Linked DNA regions of Zea mays: all the other regions are linked to region 2. Evidence: chromatin contacts called from public Hi-C data. All regions are on one chromosome and are shown on one strand. The core of a region is the stretch at or near the end of the contact, and the rest is flanking DNA. Distances in the headings are between cores, read along the strand shown. Region 1 holds the start of LOC100281883 (CONSTANS-like protein CO8). Region 2 holds the start of LOC100285777 (LHT1). Region 3 holds the start of LOC100280702 (ATP binding protein).

Region 1 (4,457 bases), core at 1,471-3,970, 680 kb after region 2:
CTTGCACCCATCTCTTTTCTTTTTGCTCTGTGCAAATTATCATTCACGCTGTCACGCAACACGGTTTTGTCTTTATCTTGCCGTTCAATCATTCACGCATTCAGGGTAAAACAAAAAACAAAAATAAAACCACTAGCCGCTCCGCACCAAGGCGCTCGAGTGGCGGCGCCATTGTTTACTCGGAGAGGCGTGTAAACTGGCTTATCCGTGGAAGGGGATATGCCTCATCGCTAATGATTTGGTGTTTCTTTAATTTGGTGTCTCTTGAAAAAATGAGTTCTCAAACTAACCCTAACAGTTTTTTCCTCGCTTGTACGGCAGGATTGAACAGGTCCGATCAAGAAAACCAAGTTTCGGCCAAACTGGCAACAGGGGAGACGAGGAACACAAGCCAAGCATTGCATCTCCGGGCACGCACAACTCACCACCACCAATCGGTACAGTAGTACTACGCGCGTTAAATTAATGCATCCGCGGAGGGAAAAGGCTGTGGGACCTACCACAATAACGTCCGAGCACGCCACGTCATCGACAGGATCAATTTCTGCGATTTCTATAGGTCTGGCGGGTCCCACGTCACCACAGACCAGTCGGAGTAGTGGACAGCTCCCCTCGACCGTTTGACCAGAAGCACTCCCTCCACTCCAGTCCAGGCTGGTTTCATTGTCGACCGACCCGACTATCGGGCAATGCAAGCAAATCACTACTTACACGCACTAGTACAACGACAGCATATAGATGCATGAAGGAATAATTTTTTTTTATCCATGCATACCGTACATATCGATGCTAACAAACGGCACATTCTCATTTTGAGATTCTGGATCAACAGACCTCGTAAGGTAAGCTGAAGTATGAAATTGTATCTCATAATACTACGTACTCGATCCGTTCTTTTTTATTTGTCGTGGTCTAGTTCAAAAAATGAATTAACCGACGATTATTATTATTATTATTATTATTATTATTATTATTATTATTATTATTATTATTATTATTATTATTATGTACATTTCAAACATTTCAAAGCATTCAAACGCTTTCGTAATAAAGAGATTTTGATACTCTTAAATGACATAAACTGGCTAGTTGGCATGGTAAAGATAGTTCTAGGTACTAAAAAAAGGAACGATGCTCAAAAATTCCAAATTGTATCCAAGCATCATGCCGCACGTGATATCTAGGAGTAACTCTTGCCTTATACTGTATCCAGTTTAAATTATAGTTCACCTTGACTTCTGTTCGAAGTTAAGTCTTTCTAACTTCGATGGAGTTGTTACAAAAATATGTATATTGGCTCGTTCAAGTTCAATAAATGCATGTATTTCAGAAAAAAATATCACATGGCGAAGTTAATGAAACCAATTTGACACCAAAAACGGGCTGCGCACATCTTTTAGAGACCGAGATAGGGAGCTGCATATGCATGTCCTGCCGCCACCCAACCTAAGCCCGCAGCCACTGCTCCAGTACCGTCCATGGTTGGACGGCACGAGTTGGGGACGCGGATTTCTACTCGGGCTAGCATTGGTCGGCGGCGGCGTGGTGTCATCGGGTGGCTGGCGGCGTGTGCGAAGAACAGAGAAGATGGGAGATGAGGAGCTCTTGAATCCGTGAATGTACTATGATATATACCTTTCGAACTAAATCTGGAACTAGTTCTTTGCCCGTATGTTACTGTTTTTTTTTCTTATTTTAAACTATTAGATCTATTAAAATAGATAGCTCTAGTTTTTCTTCTTCCGAGAACTGTAAAATTTCTCGTATGGGCAAAGACAAATGACCTATAAGAGCAGCTCCAATAGTTATGTATATTTCTACTACCTAAATTTGAGATTTAGCAAGTACTCAAATAATATAGGAAACAAAAAAACTTATCTCCTCCAACAGTTCTCTATATATTACTTCCTAAATATGTTAAAACTTGTCATATCACCAATTTGAGTGTGATTAGCCATTTTTCCTTTTGTTTTCATCTCCCTTCTGCAACTCGATCTCAAAATTGTGACCTCGTCAGCAAACTGATCCAACATGGTGAGTTGTGTTGTCCTTTTGATTTGTTGCCACAATTGTTTATTCTCAACATGTGCATGTGCAACAGTTACATTATTAATTGTTTAATCTCTAACTTACTAGGTGCTGCAATTGTGCATCACCAACAGCTGACGCATGGACTCAGAATGTGGAAAAGACGTCCAACTAAAAGAAGTATGCCAGATTTTATGTTTCGGGAGTTGGTAAGTGGTTGCTAAATGTAGGTAGGAAATAAGGTTAGATGAAAAGTGACTAAATTTAGAAAGTTTATTTAGAGAGCTGTTGGAGATGAGTTTTTAGGTTAACTATCTAAATTATTGATTTAAGGAGTATTTTAGAGAACTACTGTAGTTGCTCTAAGTAATGTAGAAGAGAAGGAATATGTCATGTCAGAAATTAATGTCAAGAGGTCACACTGTAACAAGTGCAGACCTGGATGGTTTGGCAAGGGAACAAGGGTGCCTACCATAGTACACCTACCAATTCCCTCTAAATTACACGATCTTGGTCGTCCTCAGCCAAAGTTTTCGCGGCCATTAGAGCTCCACGTGTCCACTTAACCGATTCACCAACTCCACCTTCGCGCTAAGCTCCCCGCCTCCCGCTCGTCCCCGGTGGCTTCATCACTTCATCTCCCTCCCCCTATTAATACAGCTCAGCAGCTTCACTGCCATTTCGCACTCAAAAACACAAACGCAAGCACAAGCAAAACACAAAGAAGCTCAAGAAAGCTGAGGCAAGCCCAGAAGAAGAAAAAAAAAACTAGAAGGAGAGATGGGAAGAAGCGAAGGCAGCACAAGCCCAGCGGCTGGGGGAGCCGCCTGCGCGTGCGCGGTCTGCGGCGGCGCCGCGGTGGTGTACTGCGCGGCGGACGCTGCGGCGCTCTGCAGCCCCTGCGACACCGCTGTGCACGCTGCGAACCTGCTGGCGTCGCGCCACGAGCGCGTGCCCCTTTCCATGGTGACTGCTGCATCCGGCGTGTACGACGACGACCTCTTCGCGCCCGACGACATCGACGCGGCGTCGTCGTGGGCGTCGGCGCCTGCGCAGGGGCAGGGAAGCCCCCAGAACGGGAGCTCGTCGGCGAGCTTCACCACCGGCGACAGCGGCGCGGAGGGCAGGGGCCTGTTCGACCTGCTGTCCGACGTCGACTTCGCTGCCTGTGTCACGGGCGGCGGCGGCTACCTGCCGGACGGCGTGGCGCCCGTCGTCCATCACGGCGCTGCACCTCTGTGGGCGCAGCCCGGTCTGGCCGCCGCCGCATGGACGGCCACGTGGTCGCCCGCTGTCGTCGTCCCGGGCGCCGCCGTGGTCGCCGCGGCGGCGGCGGAGCGGGAGGCGAGGGTGCAGAGGTACCGCGAGAAGCGCGAGAGGCGCAAGTTCCAGAAGACCATCCGCTACGCGTCCCGCAAGGCCTATGCCGAGGCGCGGCCCAGGATCAAGGGCCGCTTTGTCAAGCGCGCCGCCGGCACCTCCTCCTCCTCCTCCTCGGGTGCCGGCACATCGGACAGCATCGACGCTGCTGCCAAGTTCTGGCTCTCCTTCTCCGACGACGCCAGGGACGGCTTCTTCGTGGACGCCGGGGCCTACGGGGTCGTGCCAAGCTTCTAGAAAGTTTGTGCCTTGAAAATTTAGGGGTCACACTCGCATCACAGCGGGCAGCGCTTCTGGGCTTCTGGCGGTGGCGTTCGCCCAGTTTGAAGCAAGTTAAGCAACCGCCCTTCTCGTTTGTGTCGTGTCGTCTCGTCATTCATGTGAGCAGCATCCGTGGTGAAATTCCGCCATCGCTATTTTTAAATGATGGCGCGGAATTTCGATGGGTCATCACCAGTTGGTGAACGAACTAGGGGATTTATTGTGTCTTGTAAGATACAACTTTACTGGGTTGTCTATCAAATTCTGCGTTGGCTCATCGTCATCGCTTTACTGGGGCTAACAATATAGTTGTGGTGGAAATCTGCCATCCATGCTTCCATAGCAAGCTCTTAGATGATCGGAATAAAAGGGGATTTTGATGGGCCAATCAGGAAGTGGGTTTGGTTAATCTATATATGGAGCATATAGCTTATGCAGCTGTTCATCCACATGGTTTCAGTGTTTTGACTTTCTATCCAAGTTGATTAATTCCATATATGGTGGTCCCAATAATCTTATGCCACTAATGTGTTGTGTCGAACAATTGTAGTAGAAGTATGTATTGCTATTTTATTTCTCCAATGACGACGAGGATGCTTTTGATGGCTCGGTGGCTCCACCGGCAGCGAGCTACAGTTTTTTTTATGGCATCATTACAACAAACAATTCTGGATGCTACACCACACTACTTTTGAAGTGATGATGCAGATTTTATACTGTGCCCAACCATATAGGTTCTGTAACAATTCTGACGGATTTTGTTCCCTGTGAATTCAGGATTGTAGTAG
Region 2 (3,980 bases), core at 202-2,701:
TGAAGTTGGGGAGCTGGGAGAGGACCAGGTGGACGGAGGCGAAGATCATGATGAAGTAGGAGAGCTTCAAGTCGCCGCCGCACCTGCCGCCGTCGCAGATGACGTCGTGGAACTTCTTGAGGGACTGGCCGCCGGTGACCATGTAGATGATGTTCAGGCTCACCTCTACTGCCAGCTGCTGCGCCACCACGATCCAGAGGCCCAGCCTGTCGCCGAAGACGTGCTGCCCGAGCTCGTGGTACCGGTCGAACCGCTTCCCAGGCACCATCTCGTGCATCTCCACCATCTGCCATAGCGTGTATAGGGTGATTATCCACGACAGGATCATCACCGCGATGCCAGGGCCCCTGTGTGCACGCCAATAATCAACAATGAACCATTTATCTGCCCGTGACCCCCTAATAATCTTTATCTGACAACGAGTTAATCGCTCGTACAATTGAATCACTTTATTCAGCTGTTGATAAAAGGATCGTATTTTAATTAATTGTAGTCCACATGTTACTATATACGATACAAACTGAGAGCACCAACTTAAAAAACCCTATTAAATATGATAGTCATCATGACGTGCATATATATGATGATATAGATGCCAAATATTCATGTATATACTCTCAAATTATAGGTATACATCATGACGTGTATTTAACTTATCGGGTGTGACCGGTATTCAGGTTTTTGTTCATGTACCTATCATGTTACTTTTGTAACTGTCACATCGTCTAGACAAAATCGGCCCAACAGCGCAAATTAACACACATGAGACTACTAGACCAAAAAAAAAAGAGGCAAGTCATGAGACATAAACATAAGGACCGGAAAGAGACAACAAGCTAACTTGAGATTTTTTTTCCCGGCACCAATCAGGGTGGGGGAAAGAAAATCTGGATTTTTCTTATCTCATCAATCTTCTTAGCTTGTATTGAGGTCGAATCGATCATCATCGGAAGCCGGATTTAGGATTCGTGACATGAAGTATACGTACCAGCCAAGCTCGGACATGGCGTAGGGGAGGCCGAGCACGCCGGCGCCGACCATGGCGGTGACATTGTGGAAGGCGGAGTACCACCACTTGGCCTTCCTGGAGGAGTTGATAGGGAGCCAGTCGTCGATCGACTTCTCCTGCTGCTGGGTCGTCCTGCCGCCGCCATCGTCCACGTCCTGCTCCTGCATCTGCATGCGAGTTTTTATATGTATGTTATTGACGCCCCCAGCCCCCTATAGATCATGTAAGAGATCGATTTCCTTGGTAAGAGAGAGAGATCGAGAAGAAGGCGCCGCACTGCACGTACTACGTCGTACGCGCACCTTTTGAGAAGAGAAGCTCTGGGTCTGGGGCGGTGCTTGCGTCCCCAATGGAATCGATATGGCGAGAGAGAGAGAGAGAGAGATGGAGAGGAGGCGGCGGCGGGTCCTGCTGCCGAGAAAGACGACTCAGCGTCAGCTGGTTTCCGATCCACCCGATCGATGGCCTAGCTAACAGCACATAAGTAGCCGAGTTAGTTTCGGTGGCAGCGCGTATACCGCTACGTACATATTCTCTCTCTCCGAGTTATTATCAATAATAATAATAATAATAATAATACTGTGTACTGTATCATTAAGGCCCTGTTCGTTTTTATCAAATCTATGGAGATTGAGAGGGATTGAATCCCCTACAAGTCAAAATCCTCCTCAATCCACTCCAATCCCCCTCAATCCCCATGGATTAGGGATGAAACGAACAAAGCCTAACGTGGTACACGTGTGGTTTTGATTTGTCAACTACGTGTACATTTTTTTACTAGTACGTACGTATGGCAGTACCAGTACTGGGCTTGTGTATGTCGTGCCGAGAATTTGGAAGCAGGGAAAGGACACCTGTGTGGTTCACCGCGGCGCCGTCCATTGTTCAGAAGTTATATATATTGCTTTTTTACGCTTTCACACACCGAAGATAAGTCAGCTCAAACCTGATCGATGATGTGTCGTCGTCAGGGACTCAGGGTTCAGGAATTGCGTATGCGTCTTCTTGTGGAAAAACGTGTCTCAAGAGTCAAGAGTCTTCTCTCCACCGTCGAATCATGCACTTATACTAGCTAGCTATATCTTGACCGCACATCAAAATATAGCTATATCAAGATATAGCTAGCTAGTATATGTGTATGATTAGAGCTGGAAACAAGCCGGCTTGGCTCGGCAGTGCGACGAGCTGGGATAACCGGGTCGGCTTAGCTCGAACAAGGCTCACGAGCCACTGTGCCACCTAGACTGTGCCGCCCAGGCAGTGGCGGTCCTAACATTTTAGGGGCTCGGGAGAAGGTTTCAAATAGAGATCATTCAAATTATTTTTAATATATAAATGTTACTAATTAAACATTTTTAATACATCTAAAAATATTTATGTCAAATAATAAGTAAATAAAAGGATATATGCACTTTAAAATTTTCTTCTAACATGTTTAGATATTCATTACTTTATTAATAGGTTATTGAATCACATGATTAGAATTGGGTCCTATGAATTCGGAGGCCCAGGGCAACCGTCCCTCTGCGGCATCCTCAGGGCCACCACTGCGCCCAGGTGACAGATTCGGTTGCCAGCAAGCATAAGTTACAGATTTGAAGCTATTTTCAGGTCACAAGATAGACAACACAGTAATAAACTGTTAATACTTAATAGACGAGAGATGAAATAATGAAATTATAATTTATTTACACATCCATGACCCATACCATGCGGTCCAATGATCCCATCACATTCCATATTCCATAAGACCATGACCAAAAGTATGATACTCTAATCTAATAAGCTATCACCAGTCACCATAAGGCATAAGTCTCATCACATTTCAAATTTCATAAAGCAGTCTAAGCAGCAGAGGACAAAAGATCTGTTAACAGATGCATGAGGACAGCCTGACGTACGGTGCACAGCAGTGTTCAGGCGCCCAGCAGTTTGACAAGAAACCTGTTAACAGATTAAGTTTGACAAGAACTGAGTAAGTTTTACAGATCACATCAGATAACTTAGTACTCTCAGATAAGCACCAGCCTCCAGGCTGCAGCTGAGCAGCAAGCAGGCAGGCAGCAAACATGCTGAACTGCATAAGTGCATAACATCATATATAAGCATAACAATACCAAAAGCAAGTGACAGCCTGACAGGTTTTTCAGTTTTGAACCACCAACTTCTAAGTATCAACCAGAAGCACGACTTGCATCTTTCAAAAATACCAAAAGCATCCAGCAGCTTCTATCAACCAAAAGCACCAAACACTTGCATTGCACCTGAACAAGAAAACAAATGTACATAAGCAGCTTACATTCTTACTAGCCATAATTAAAGTATTAAATACAACTAATAAATTGCAACGTATATTACTAGTTGCTCTGCACAAAGCTTTTTGGAAATGAGATAGTCTTCATACCATCGTCATCTTGTATGCCCTAAAACAAACACAAATGTGAATCAAAATCTGAAAACAAACATAAGAAATGAACTCTAATAAACAATAAAAGAGCAACTAATAACCACATATGTTATGCTTAAATCATGCGAACCCCGAATCCAGCTCGAGGAGCATACCAAAGCCTCCACCAAGAAGGGATGAGAGAACTCCGATAATTATCTAAAGTTCTACCCCCGTGCAAAAAGTAGACTCTGAAGGCACAAATGTTGCTCGTACAATTAAGAATTTCATTGCCATCCTTGAGACAACCAGAAACCTATGTGAATTAACCTTCCACTAGCTCAACAAATCAAACTCCTTATCTGCTAGACTGACATTTGTCTCATCTAAATAGATAAGCAACTCACCCTTTGATGGGTTAGCTTCAGTGGATGATATAAATGACTGAAATTTGCATGAAGCAGAAGACAAGCTACAAGTAGTATCAATGGTTAAATATGAAGAACAACCACTAGATTTGCTTTGAGGAGCTTTTCTCACTCTATGTTGCAACTAACAGTCCTCAAATAATTTTTCCAACTCACC
Region 3 (4,504 bases), core at 904-3,403, 710 kb after region 2:
TCGATACCTGAACTTGTGAAGAACTTAACGAACCAGTATTTATTTTAAAGAAAAACGAACTAGTATTTGAAGAGTCACCTGGGTGGAAGTCATTAGTGGCCACTGAAATCTCCTGGAAGCTGAAGCACCTCCAGGCAGGCTTGTGATCTTCAGCGAAGGCCGAACCGACGTCGCTGCCCCTGGTGCTGTCATCGCCGATGTTCCTCAGGAACGGGAGCCAGAGCTTCATGTCTGACAGCCGCCTCCACAGGCCGTTGTGGCCGCGCCGGCTCACCTCATGGCTAGACGTGCTGTAGCACTCTTGGTTCTCCCCTCCCTCTCCCTCTGGGCCGTCCAGAACTGCTCTCGGCGAGCTCTTGTCGTCGGACTGAGCCAGCTTCCGTGTCGAGTTTGTTCTGAGCAGCTTCTGAAGCGGCGGGAATCTCCTGCTCCATGTTGAGCTTGAGGAGATGGTGCTATCTGCTACTTTCAGTTTCAGAACAATCGGTTTCAAAAAAACAGGTCTATTGCGCATCTGAGGGAAAAAAATGCACTCTGACATTGTGTGCGATCTTACCATCAAATGACCGAGGTCTCAACCGAGTACTACTCTGTGCTACGCCTTGCCTTCCAACAGCGATCACCGAGCAGTTTTTTGGAGCATGCATGAAGCAGTAGTTTGCAATCTCGAAATGGCTCCTGTTATGGTCATAATTGTAAGATCAATATTTTCTAGGCTTCGAACTGACAATCGAAAAATGTTTTTTTTTCTTTTAGAAAATTCAGTTCGGGACCATTTGAACATGAAAGTTGAATCAGACTGTCGAGACTACCTATGGTACGCATTTCTTGACCTCCCAACAATGAGGATGTTCCCATCAGTCAGTGCAGCTTCTTGGGTCAGGGCTCTCCCAATGTTTGAGCTGCATATCACCTTGGCCTCCAAATTAATCTAAAAAGGTAAGAAAGTTACAGGCCTGTCTCCGAATCCAACTTACTTAATTAACATGATTGTCACTCCTAACCATACTACATTGTTCCCAATACTGCTACAAGACTACCAACCGGTGAAAGAAAGCGGGCAGTAGTAGACGAGAGAGCATGACAGCAAAAAAAGGACAGACTCAGAGCATGGCCCCATCATATCATATCATGATCCAAAAGCTCTACTTCACCTAACTGGGGTAGCAGCTACAAAGATATGACAAAACCTGACAGAAAAGAACACCAACTAGCAATTATGCACAAGCTTGGCTTCCAAGCTCCCGCATCGAAACAAATGGAAGACACTCCAAAAAAAAAAACAGAAAAAAGATGCTACTGTACTTAGAACCTAAGTCTGGCTCTGGCATCACCTGAACTGAGTTCAACAAACAGAGGAACAAGAGATCGGCAAAGCCTGACAAAAAAAAGTTCAGTTTCTTTCACCTGCTTGGCCTCACAAGCTTTGACGAATTCGCCGAGCATGTAGATGACGAAGGCGTTGGCCTTCTGCAGCCTCCGCTTCCTCCCCCTCCCTCCTGCATGACAGGACAGAGAGAGGCATGGACACCTGATGGGCAGGCACAAGCAGAGCAGCGGAAACAAGAAAGCGGGTGATGGTGGATCGACTAATTACCGAGGACGTGCACGGCGACGACGGAGTCGCTGGGCTTGGCGACGGCGCCGATCGCCCACGACAGCAGCTCGGAGCAGCCGCGGGAGTTGTCCGGCACGCCGACGAGTATCCTGGTGCCGAGGCCCAGCAGCAGGTGGCGGCCTCCGTCGCCGCACTCCTCGATGGTGTCCATGACGATCCTATAGGCACCAACCCTCCCACTCCCAGGTCACAGCTCTAGCTGGCCGTGGCCGACACAGCCACACCGACACCCTTGGCGATGACAACGACGACGAGCGACGGCGATGGCGAGGACAGCGACAGGGATTTGTAGGTGACGGGTGGAAGCTCTGCATGCATGCTGATAGGTATGGCAGTGGCGCACGCAGTGGCCTGCACTGAAAAGGTGGTTAGTTAGTTGGAGGCAGTGATGGCCATTCCATTAGCACGGTCGCTGACTGGCCCGTGGGCGACCACCACCATGAGAGAGAGAGCTGCCCTGCCATGGCGGCACTACAAAAATGGGGTTGTTGCTTAGGACAGAAGATGCGTGCAGGGTACAAAGATAGGTAGGGAGGGATCGGAGCAGCGACGCACCGTGCCAACTGCCACAACCTAGGACTAATAGGACTGGACTGCTGCTCGAACGATTCTGATGGGATCTTCCACTGTATACGATCTGATCTGCCCTACAGAGTTACAGTGACAGCTTCTCTAAACTGGTTCTGCTTACGAAGAGAGAGAGAGAGGGTCAACGTGGTACTTGCTTGTGTTCGTATAAGTAATTATAGAATGCAGGAGTAGGTAATTGGCGTCTTGGTCAGAATAACAACAATTAGAGATATATATAATAATTGGTTATACACGTATAGCTATGTCAGTATGTAAGCTAATTTAGTAGTTGAAGATGAACATGTCCAGCGACGGAGAGGGGATTAATTGGAGTCTTTGACTAATAGACTATTTCCATGATGTGTTATTCTACAATAGCTTGGTAAATAAAAAAAGTATATATGCTTGAGACGTTACATCAACAACAATACCTAAGAGTGTTTGAATACACTAGAAATAATAGTTAGTTGGTTAAAACATTGCTAGTGAATTAGCTAGTTAAAAAATAACTAGCTAATTATTAACTAATTTGCTAAAAGTAGCTAATATTTAAACTATTAGCTAGGCTGTTTGGATCCCTATTACTACGATCGAACACCCAACAGTCTACCACCTATTGTCTAGCTAACAAGGCTGAATACATGTACGGAAAAAGTATACGGCAACTAGCTAGCTACAATTATTTCTTGAGAACACGCAAAAGCCTTATTACCCACTACAAGTGCACTGAAAAGGGGAGAGGAGAACATATCCAATCTGGATGCCCATTCATGCATTTGGTTGCCTAGACGGGTGGATAGAAAATAACCTACACCCGTTCAGGTTTAGTGGATATGTCAACCATTTCCTCCACATTTCTCTCTAATATCTGTACTTTCTATTATATTTTACTACATCATCAACCATGACATATCCAATCATTCGCCATATCGAGTTTCCCATATATATTATAATTAAGTTATTTGATATTTTTTCATCAGTTTTTAAAGTTTTAAAAAAATCATAGACTATTTATACTGTTGTAACACACATTATTATCATATTAAATAACTCAAAATAAATTAATATAGCATAATAATAACGTAATTAACATATATAAGAAGATTAGAGCTCATCACATATATAATGAGTCTTCTTTCTTCCACTATATGGGGGAGCTTTTGGGAGAGTTAGAGCATCTCCAACAATGCCTCAAACTAATGCCTCAAATTAAAATATGGGGCTCTAAATAGGAAAAATTACTCCAACAGTGTCCTATTTCATAAATTTTTGTCAAAAAACTATAGGGTACTCTCTCAAGTGACTCAAATATACTACACCGTAGTGGGCTGCCCTATAATCTAGATTTGGAGCTTTACTGTTGGAGCGAGGTGTTTTGTTGGTGTCCTAAATTCTATAAAATATACTTATTTTCAAATTATAGGGCATTTTTATAGATCACGTTGTTGGAGATGCTCTTAGATGGCTGTTTCATCCCAAAACTCCCCCTACGTGGAGTGGGGGGGGACATTTACGAGGCCTGAATTGAGCTTTTCTACCCGTCCAAGTCCAATGGATATATTGTAGTATATGTTAAAGGCCCACTCGTGAGCGTTAGGTGTAAGATCACTACGTCTATCTATTTATCTATATATTGTTGACACGTAAAATATGCTAACAAGGAGATTGGGCTATCTTGCCCCTGCCAAAACGGCCCGACTATTTTCACTGAGTCACTGACCCAGGATCGGCCTGGCCAGTTTACCTGCGTCGATCTGTGTCGGCTGGCAATGCATTGAGCTCGCAAAAACTGGCTAGTCCAGTTTGCCTCCTATTTCGAGCTGGTTTGCTGAGAATGTTGATGCAACAGTGCAAATTACCGCATGTTTGGTGCAACAAATAGAATGAGGACAAGCTGGGGAAGATGAGTGAAGAAATCTCCAATAAAGTTCATCCAATTTTCCATCAAACAAGCAAAAGGATAAAAGATATGGCCGACTATGCAAACAAAACTGGCCAGGATGGTTTACCCCCTTCAGCTGCTACATCCTCGTATAACAGCTTGGCTAAACGGGTGGCATCGGTAAAGAATACAAATCAGGTACATGCTGCTGGCAAACAGGTAGTTTTCTCACTAGTTATGTGAGAGACTACATAGGTCTACCAAATTATTTTCCAGTTAGGCTGGTTCACCAACTGAGGCCTTGTTCGGTTATTCCCAATACGCATGGATTAGATGGGATTGGAAAAAATTGAGAAGAAGTTTGACTTGTTCGGGATTCAAACCCATCCAATCCCACTCAATCCATATGGATTGAGAGCTAACCGAACAAGCCC

What was found. Hi-C and Micro-C count contacts between places; a contact is called where the count stands out from the background.
Region 1: a contact with region 2 is called in a Hi-C map of endosperm, with 2.7 times the contacts expected there. The contact joins the promoter of LOC100281883 here to the promoter of LOC100285777 in region 2. A contact is called at or near these places in 2 of 25 Hi-C or Micro-C datasets (endosperm and leaf).
Region 3: a Hi-C map of tassel shows a contact between it and region 2, with 4 times the contacts expected there. The contact joins the promoter of LOC100280702 here to the promoter of LOC100285777 in region 2. A contact is called at or near these places in 3 of 25 Hi-C or Micro-C datasets (bundle sheath, ear and tassel).

What each region holds. Positions count from the first base shown.
Region 1 is chr10:55,423,205-55,427,661 of Zm-B73-REFERENCE-NAM-5.0, reverse strand. LOC100281883 (CONSTANS-like protein CO8) reads left to right here and starts at 2,720. Exons shown (of 1, transcript NM_001154803.1): 1 at 2,720-4,117. The coding sequence starts at 2,809. The coding sequence ends at 3,645.
Region 2 is chr10:56,101,456-56,105,435 of Zm-B73-REFERENCE-NAM-5.0, reverse strand. It overlaps LOC100285777 (LHT1), which reads right to left and starts at 1,451. Exons shown (of 7, transcript NM_001413989.1): 1 at 1,296-1,451; 2 at 989-1,176; 3 at 1-347. The coding sequence starts at 1,176. It overlaps LOC100304039 (a long non-coding RNA gene), which reads right to left. Exons shown (of 4, transcript XR_560079.4): 2 at 3,368-3,432; 3 at 3,127-3,273; 4 at 2,642-2,953.
Region 3 is chr10:55,393,561-55,398,064 of Zm-B73-REFERENCE-NAM-5.0, reverse strand. It overlaps LOC100280702 (ATP binding protein), which reads right to left and starts at 2,153. Exons shown (of 11, transcript NM_001408179.1): 1 at 1,598-2,153; 2 at 1,408-1,499; 3 at 813-931; 4 at 557-678; 5 at 79-465. The coding sequence starts at 1,769.